2 separate regions of the Drosophila melanogaster genome follow, and region 1 is linked to region 2. A link is a contact called in public targeted proximity ligation data. All regions are on one chromosome and are shown on one strand. The core of a region is the stretch at or near the end of the contact, and the rest is flanking DNA. Distances in the headings are between cores, read along the strand shown.

Evidence for each region.
Region 1: a contact with region 2 is called in a targeted proximity ligation map of the Kc167 cell line, with 3 times the contacts expected there. A contact is called at or near these places in 96 of 107 Hi-C or Micro-C datasets (the Clone 8 cell line, the D17-c3 cell line, the Kc167 cell line and 31 more) and 7 of 7 datasets of targeted methods (the Kc167 cell line and the S2 cell line).

The regions. Positions count from the first base shown.
Region 1 is chr3R:29,295,072-29,299,187 of dm6, reverse strand. It overlaps CG14506, which reads left to right and starts at 2,008. Exons shown (of 3, transcript NM_001276138.1): 1 at 2,008-2,133; 2 at 2,195-4,027; 3 at 4,103-4,116. The coding sequence starts at 2,094. The coding sequence ends at 3,369.
Region 2 is chr3R:29,253,902-29,257,937 of dm6, reverse strand. CG45544 reads right to left here and starts at 1,453. Exons shown (of 2, transcript NM_001300653.1): 1 at 1,001-1,453; 2 at 513-856. The coding sequence starts at 1,274. The coding sequence ends at 1,041. It overlaps stg (string), which reads left to right and starts at 2,138. Exons shown (of 2, transcript NM_001276137.1): 1 at 2,138-3,065; 2 at 3,977-4,036. The coding sequence starts at 3,010.

The DNA of each region.
Region 1 (4,116 bases), core at 759-3,258, 41 kb before region 2:
ACTGCATAATGTCTTGACCAAATCACAGGGATGCGGATGCGGATTCGGATGCGGGTTCTAAGTTCTTGGTTCCGGGGTGACTGGGAAAGTCTTGAATGCAAATGTGTGCCTGTCTCTGATTTGTAATCAAATTAAATTTGTGTTTGGTACAAACAATGAGCGACAGACGACAACATCTCGCATCCGTGATAAAAGCCGAAATTCCTGGTAGACACCAAAGTCAGGCCGGAAAATGCAGTTTTCCCACAGTTGCCGCACGGCTCCAATCGCAACTTCTAGGGAAACTCCCTCACCACCAGAGCTGCGCTGGTGAAAACCTCATAAATTCTCACTTTTTGGCAGGCCGCACACGGCGAGGGAAATTCGAGGCGGCAGGACTCGAAGGACACAGCGCCAGGCGATGAATAGACATTCCCGAGATAATCAACGGCATTATCTTCTGATTATTATGTGTTCTTGGGGCATTTCAGGGAATTTCGTTATGATGAAACTCGCAAAAAATATCGAACTATATCCGGGATGATCGGCGGATGATGAGGATGCCGGGACACCCGGTTGAGTGGCTGAGTATCCGCTTTCCTTTCTCCTCTCTCGTTTAGTTTTTTTTTTTTTCGCAAATTCTCTGTGAGCTCATCATAATCATCATCAAACCCTCGGTCACTTGAGGTTTAAGCCAACATTAAAAAAGAGCCGAAAAAACACCCAAAGACGAAGGAAATCGCCGAAATGAACGTGAGAACACTGAATGTCCTCGTACCGAAATTTGCTTGGGCTCCTCATTGTTCGTTGAAGTGCTCGAGAGAGATTTGCTAGTTGTGTCCTTATTGTTTGCGGGCGAATGTTCATGAATGAATCAATGAATGCCTGAATGGCTAAACGGCTGAAGTTCACGTCCGCACAAAGTATCCGAGTATCTGAGGGATATTGCCGCGTTTTTAGCTGGAATCCCGGATGCAGTCGAGGCGTGAGAAGGAGGCGATCTCTGCGGCCTTGGCAACAAGTCTATTAGTCCGCCATGGTCCACTTGTTTATGGCTTACGTAACCTGGGTGGCAAAGGATGTGCAGGATCTGCACTGGCAGATGGATTCGTGAAAGGGATGCGCGCCCTGATTTCTGCGAGTTGGGTAAACATTCATCGCATCCGGTGCACCCTTGACCGATTGCGAATGCAAATCGCACATTAGAAGCCATGTGCAACTTTCCGCCCAGCAGTCAAACATTATGCAACCGAAACCGAAGGCCGCCCAGTCCATTGATGGCAAATGACAGGGAAACCCATTCGGGACACGTTTTTATGGAGGTGCGAAATGGCACATTTTTTCGACGAAACCTGCCGCGTCATTGAGTCGTCGTCCTTTTTACACCGGCTATGTGCAACCTGAACAACCTGTGCAAGCCTTGCAATTTGTCACCTGAGGCGACATTCAAACTGCCAACGCATTCCAGCTGGGTTTTTGCCTTTGGCCTACTGGTTCCTTTCATTTGGCCACGATTTGGTGGCAACAGTTTCATGAATCGCAGCCGGAATGCCGACCGTTACGAATATTCATTCATGGCACGGCAGCCACTCTGGGGACCTTAAATGGGGCTTTGACTTTGATCCTACAGTTTCATAAAATATTTATGAAATTTCCGATGAAAATATTTGTGCTCAGTTTGGCAAATCATTTCCTTGTGCGAAACGGATAAAAATTTTCCCAGGCCTCGATGAACTGAAAGTGCAATTTTCATTTATGCAATGGGAAAGGTTTGAGTAGGTTTGACTTTTAAGGATTTGGGGAAACCTCAGGGGAAAGACTTTAGATTCTGCGTAAAAATTAGGGAATTTATTTCTATGAATGGCAATTTTTAAGGGAAAACTCCCCACTTCACCACTCTTATAATAAATAGTCATTGATCAGAGTTGGCTTTGGGTTTGTCTATCAACCAAGTATATTTCAACTTGGCTTTAAAAAGCATGGATAGTTCATGGAGCTCCTTGATTTCCCTAGAACCCCTGGGAGTGACCAACACGCCATTGGACTTGCCTGGACTTGATTCGTGTCCTTCGCCAAAAAGAGCAAGGATTAGTGAATCCCAGCTGGGGGAAGCCATGCCCAGGGAACCAGCTAGTGTCTATGGGGAAAAGGCAGGTGAGAACGGCTATCGGGGACTTTAAGCTTCTCACGGACTTTGAATTATCCACAATCCTAGCAAATTTCCATTCCCTACAAGAGAAGGTGAAAACGTACCAACCTGGCACAGTGGTAGTCCAGCCACCCGAACGACGGCCTCCCGAGCCGGAACACGATCGCCTGATGTTCATTCCCGACCTAGACCAGGACATTACCCATCGGGATGTGTTCACCTATTTCAGCAAATTTGGGGATTTGGAGAGGGTCAGCGTGAGGAATGGCATGAGTAACTTTAACTACGCCATGGTGCGGTTTAGTCGCACTTCATACATGGAGCATGCCATCGAATCGAATCCACATCTGATCAAGGGATACCGATTGAACTGTCGCAAGGCGAAAGAAAAAAGTACAAATAAGGGAAGTCAGCAAAACTCTGGGACCATAAAAAAACCAAAGGCAACGATAACGCAGCCACACAAAGCTCCTGTAAGGCAGGCAGAGAAAAACGACGCCAAACAAAGTGGTCACAAATCTTTAGAGAAGAATTCGAAGCCACCAATTAACAGATCATTGCTTCTTCAAAAACTGGTAGAACCCACGTCCTATAGTCCATTTACCGCCGTAAAATCTGATCGAAACTATGCCTATGCATTAACCAATGACATTGGAATCTCCCGCTGGAGCTTTAACTTGTTGAAATTCGAACCCAGTTCAGACGAGGTGAGGGCCCTGGAAAAGGGTCTTTCCAGTTCGGCAAAGCTCCTACTGAGCATACGGAAGAAACTGGCTGCCGTGCCCCACAAGTCTGTCGAGCCACCAGCTCCAAAGTGGCCACAAACTCCTAGTGATAAAGCCGTTCCAAAAGTTACTCTTAAGATAGCTCCACCAATTCCTGCCTCTAGTCCAGTGCTCCCATCCCTGCCACAAACTCCTAGTGATAAAGCCGTTCCAAAAGTTATTTTTAAAATACCTCCACCACCTCCTGCCTCTAGTCCAGTGCTCCCATCCTTGCCGAGCCTTCTGCCGATCACTCCCCTAGTGCCTAAGCCCAAACCTGTTCTTCGAAAAGTTTCCAAGTCAGATCTCCGCTACGCCGTTCTAGCCAGTTTGGGTCAGAACTATGTCCATCACTGCTACACTAATGTGGCAGCTTATCGGCGGACCAAGAACTACGTCGACCTACAGCTCAGCGAGATGAAAGACCGACCCAGCATTTCGATGTTTGCGGATCAGATGTACGCACAGAAAGAGTAGGAATTACCAAATGCAAATCATATCTATCATATCATATATCATTCAATATAACAATAGTTAAGCAATATTTCCCAAGAAACTTCAAAGAACACTTTCATTATAAGGAAATGGCATACATTACATAAGTCGGACACTTTCTAAATTGAGGGAAGCCGAAGGATGTGACTTAGATTCCTGGAAGATATGAATGGAGCTGCTTGAATGAAACGTGAACATATTACACAAAAAGTTCCAATTCCAATTCAAAGGCACTTGAATCGCAGCAACCTGTCAACATAATTAATCCCCTGGATCAGCTGATGACGGTACTGCCCCTGACCGAATGATACACAAAATATGAACAATTCCTAGAGGGGGCGCGGGAATGCGATAAATGCGATGAAATAGGGGGCCTTGATTTCTGTAGCGCGGCCTCTGTTCTGCCCGACATTCCCAAGGATGTGCCTCCAAAAACCTGGCTTTCTTCTTGCTGGGCCGTGTTAATTGTCCAACATTGTGTGAGCGTGGACGTGAACAGGTCGGGTGCCATTAACAATCTTAACAACGATCCACAGCCACGGCCACGGCGATCCCACGGCTTGTCGCCTTGTTTCTCGAGCAGTTTTTTATGCCATTTACGAAGAAATCTTGCAACAAATCAGGAGCTCCCTTTTCCACAGTAAATACGAGTGTGCGAGAGCGACCTTTATTCGTTTGATGTTAAAAAAATTGTTCTACCTTCTCCCCCCCCCAGCACTACTTGTCTTC
Region 2 (4,036 bases), core at 204-2,703:
CCTTATGTACCACGGGACTTCCCCTGTCCATACCATTGCCCCTGCGTTTTGTTAGGGGAAAGGGGAAGAGTAGGGGAAAGAAAATTGCATACAAGAAAATCTTGATATAAGTCGAAAGAATTGAGAAGATAATATATGCAATATACTAAGATAATTATATTGCTAAATAGTGTGCACTTACCAGTATGTACTATGCAGATTTATCTGAAATAAATTAATAATTAAATTATAAATAAATTGCATTTCAATAGCTTTTAGAGGGATGTTGAAAATTTGCGCTTTTTGTATCTCTCACCTAGACATCTGATCGCTGGCCCCTCTTTGCGCTTCCTTCTAATTGCATTGCATTGTCTACCACACACAAACACACGCGCGCGAAAACTGGGACCGCCCAGCCTTTAACCCATGCCTGCCCACCGCACCACCCTTAACCCTTTTGGCAGTGATTTGCGAAAAGCGCGCGCGCACAAAAGTATCTCAAACGCTTTTTTCGCACACTTTGCAGGCATTTTAATGCACAGACGACCGAGAAAAAAATAAAATAAGAGCCGATGCTCAAAGCTCACTTCTTGGAATTTCGATTTACAATTTAGCTCTTCACTTTTTGCTGGTCCTGTGATTTTTTTTGTTCGTTATGCTGTTTTTGAGGTCCCCCGCTATTGTTGTGCCCCATTCCCATTTCCATTCACATTGTTGCTGCAATTTCTTTCTCCGCAGCCTATTCTCATTCTTTATCAAATTTACCCACTCACACACGCACACACACGTGTGTGAGTGTGCTTTTGCATACGCTTTTGATTCCGCTTCCTCCGCTTTGCCCTTTTTCTGGAGCCCGGCGATATCACGGTGGTATTATCTGAAATCCATAATTGCGAGGCTATAATTGGAATGAATAAAAGCATAAAAACTGGATAAGAATTTGGTAAGTAAAAATGAAAATAGCAGAACAACTCGAGCTAGAAACTACTTTTAAATAGTAGTAGTAAGTTCACAGATTTACCTCTAGTATATGTATTTTGCCACACTGTGCGCTCGGATCGCTATGAATGAGATTGGTTCTGAGCTTTTTCCTTCCCTATGCGCTTTTTTAACTTGTTCAAAACCACTTTATGATTTCTGCGTCCTTCTCGTCGTTTTGTGCTGGTTGTTTTCCATAAAGATGATCCTCTCGGCTCTTCCTGCAGCAACAACAAAAGCTGGCCAAAGGAATTCAGCGGAATGAAACCGTAGCTCATTTGGTTGGTGGCTTCGGCTGTGGTTGGTCCCGAAATCATTTACTTTCGCCTGCTCTTCAAGCGGTGTGAATGATATGGCCTGGTTGCACTGGCCTGTCCTTCATTTGTTTGCCGCGAACCTTACAAAAACACACTCGAACTGCACAGCACAGCCCATGGGTGTTCGCAAACCCCCAACCCTCCTTAGTGAACCCCTCGGATCCTCCAGAATGACTCCCGCAGGGCATCGGCGCATATGTAACTCGATTTTTGCTTTAACTTTGCCGCGATTGCACACAAACGAGGGGCTACAGTGGAGCTTCGGCGTGGGCAACTAGTCTGAGCTTCACATTATCGATTATTGGTCATATCGCATGGTTGACATCATGATTTTCCACGTGTTTGCTACTGTTAGTAGTAGTTTATCTAGCTTAAGATCTGTGTTTGTACGGATTCTCATTAAAGACACACGGTCCATCGTGTAGAGTGCTACCTGTGAATGGATCTCTGTGGCTGGAAGCTTTGCTCATTTAACGACATTGGCGTCTACGTCTGCAGAACACAAAGGAGCCACGCCCCCTCCACGACCGCCCATCCCGCCGGTGCGGCGATCATATGACTGCGGCCACTACCTGCTGATATGTAGTTTTCAGGGAGGGGTTACAAGGGGGGACAGGGGGCAGCAGGAATGCGTGGATCTCACATTATTACCTGCAAACGACACAATCGATGCCGCCTTGAAATTCTGCTTAAAGATTCGCGCAGTTCTTCAGCGTTTCCTCTTCGCTTCTTGGGGCTCCACACTATTTTCACATGTGTTCGGTTCGGAGCCTCCTCGGCTCCACTTCGGCTCCAATTGTGGCGACTTCGGATCCCCTTCGGCGGTACGCGTCGCGGTATAAAAGCTCGCGCGCCAAAATCAGTGGCCTCCATAGAGCTGGCGACCACCAAGGCGCCAGATTCTCCTCGTTTCTCGGGACATTGGTATTCGGTGCGGGATTTTGCGATAGGGGAAGTGCAGGGGAAAGGATTCTACCTGTTGCCGGCACTCTTGTGCTCCACATGAGCAGAGATTTCCAAAACTGAGTCCATATGATCCTGATTCTCCCATTTTCCCAGTTTTCCTTTTCGCATCGCACATGGCTCTGGCCCCGTCCCCGTTATGTGTGTTGGTGTCGCTCGTTGCCCGTCTCCCTTCCTCTTCTATTGGCACTTCTGGGAAGGATAGGAAGGAAAGGATAGGATGGGAAGGCAAAGGAAAGGAGCTGAGAACTAAGAGCTAAAGAGCGAAGCAGAGAGAACAAAAAACGCGCGCCATCTCGCTCGCGCCCATTAGCTCATCAGCTGATCGTGATCGGCCGGGGTGCGGTTATAAAAACCAGCTGCTCGGCATATTCAGCACATTCGTTCTCAGTTCGTCGTCGAGTCAACAGCTCTTCTTGTTCAGCCTTTCGGTTCCTCGTTCGGTGAATTGAGATTGTGCGGTTCAAATTATTGAAGAAAAAGAAAAACCTCGCACAACCACACTCCGAAATACAAAACAAAAAATCATGCTCAAACGGACACATTAACAAAAAAAAAAAACAAAAAAACCTAAATTAACTAAAATGCAATACTAGCCAAAAACCAAGGACTACCATCTCAAATTCTAAAAACAAACTGTAAATGAGTGCAGAGTGACCAAGAACAAATTGTGTTTTAGCAATTTCTTCGGCTTCAGACTCGCCAGCGAAATCAAACATCTTCGGCTCTTCGAAGCAACCAACGCAACACATAACACAACAAAACCAACAAAATGCTGTGGGAAACTATTGTGGAGGAAAACAACTGCAGCATGGATTGCAATATCAGGTAATTATGCCGCCCAAGGATTAGCAACAGCAAACCCCTTTTGCACCAGGAATACCAGTTGAAAATACGCGATAAAAAGTGCAAGTTCAAGAGCAACAGCAACAACAGCAAAGCAAAAAAAAAATACAAAAAACAGAAATGTAAACGATGGGGCCAACAAAAGTAAGAGTTCTTTTTATCACGCTCGGCACGTTTGCTTTTTGCCCGATTTTTATTTTGGCGCTCAGCTGTTGTTTTGTTGCTCGCTTGCCGTTTTTCATTCATTAAACCGGCTTCCGCGAGGCTCCAAAAAAAAGCAGCAGCAAAAAATGCTTTTTGTCCGTCGTCCGTCAGTCAGTCATTTTTTTTTTTTCGATTTTTGTTCCTTTTTTCCTCCGTGTTCTTTGCGGTTCTTTGTGGCGTGTTTTTGTTGTATTATCGCTGCGCTTGCGTGACGTGTGACCCAAAAGCAAAAGTCAAGCTGAAAAGCAGATGCATGCGAAAAGCAAAAGGGAATTCCATTTGGAGAACCGCTAATGCTTAAGTAGAATCAAGAAGAAGAAGATAAGGCGGTACGCAACGGTTCCCTCGCAATTTTAGGGAATTGTAAAAATTATCAAAAAAAAAAAAAATGGTATCAATGATATCGTGTGCGCAAGTCGAATCCCAAAAATTCCAGTTTTCGAAGCTGCATTAAAGTAAATTTCTAGTTCAGCTCCCTCTTCACCCAATTACAACAACCCCTCTCTGTATTTTCTCGGGTATTTTTGTTGTTTTTACACCACCAACGCCACCACCACCACCAGTTTGTCAGTATTTTTAGCTGGGTTTAATGACCCGCTCTTGCGAGAGTTTAGGGAAGCAAAAGCAGCTCTCTTCCTCGATGCCGAACAGTTGACTAATCCTCCCCCTCTCTTTGTTTGCTCTTGCAGTAATAACACCAGCAGTTCGAGTAGCATCAACAAAATGAGTGGATCTCGTCGTGCTCGCCG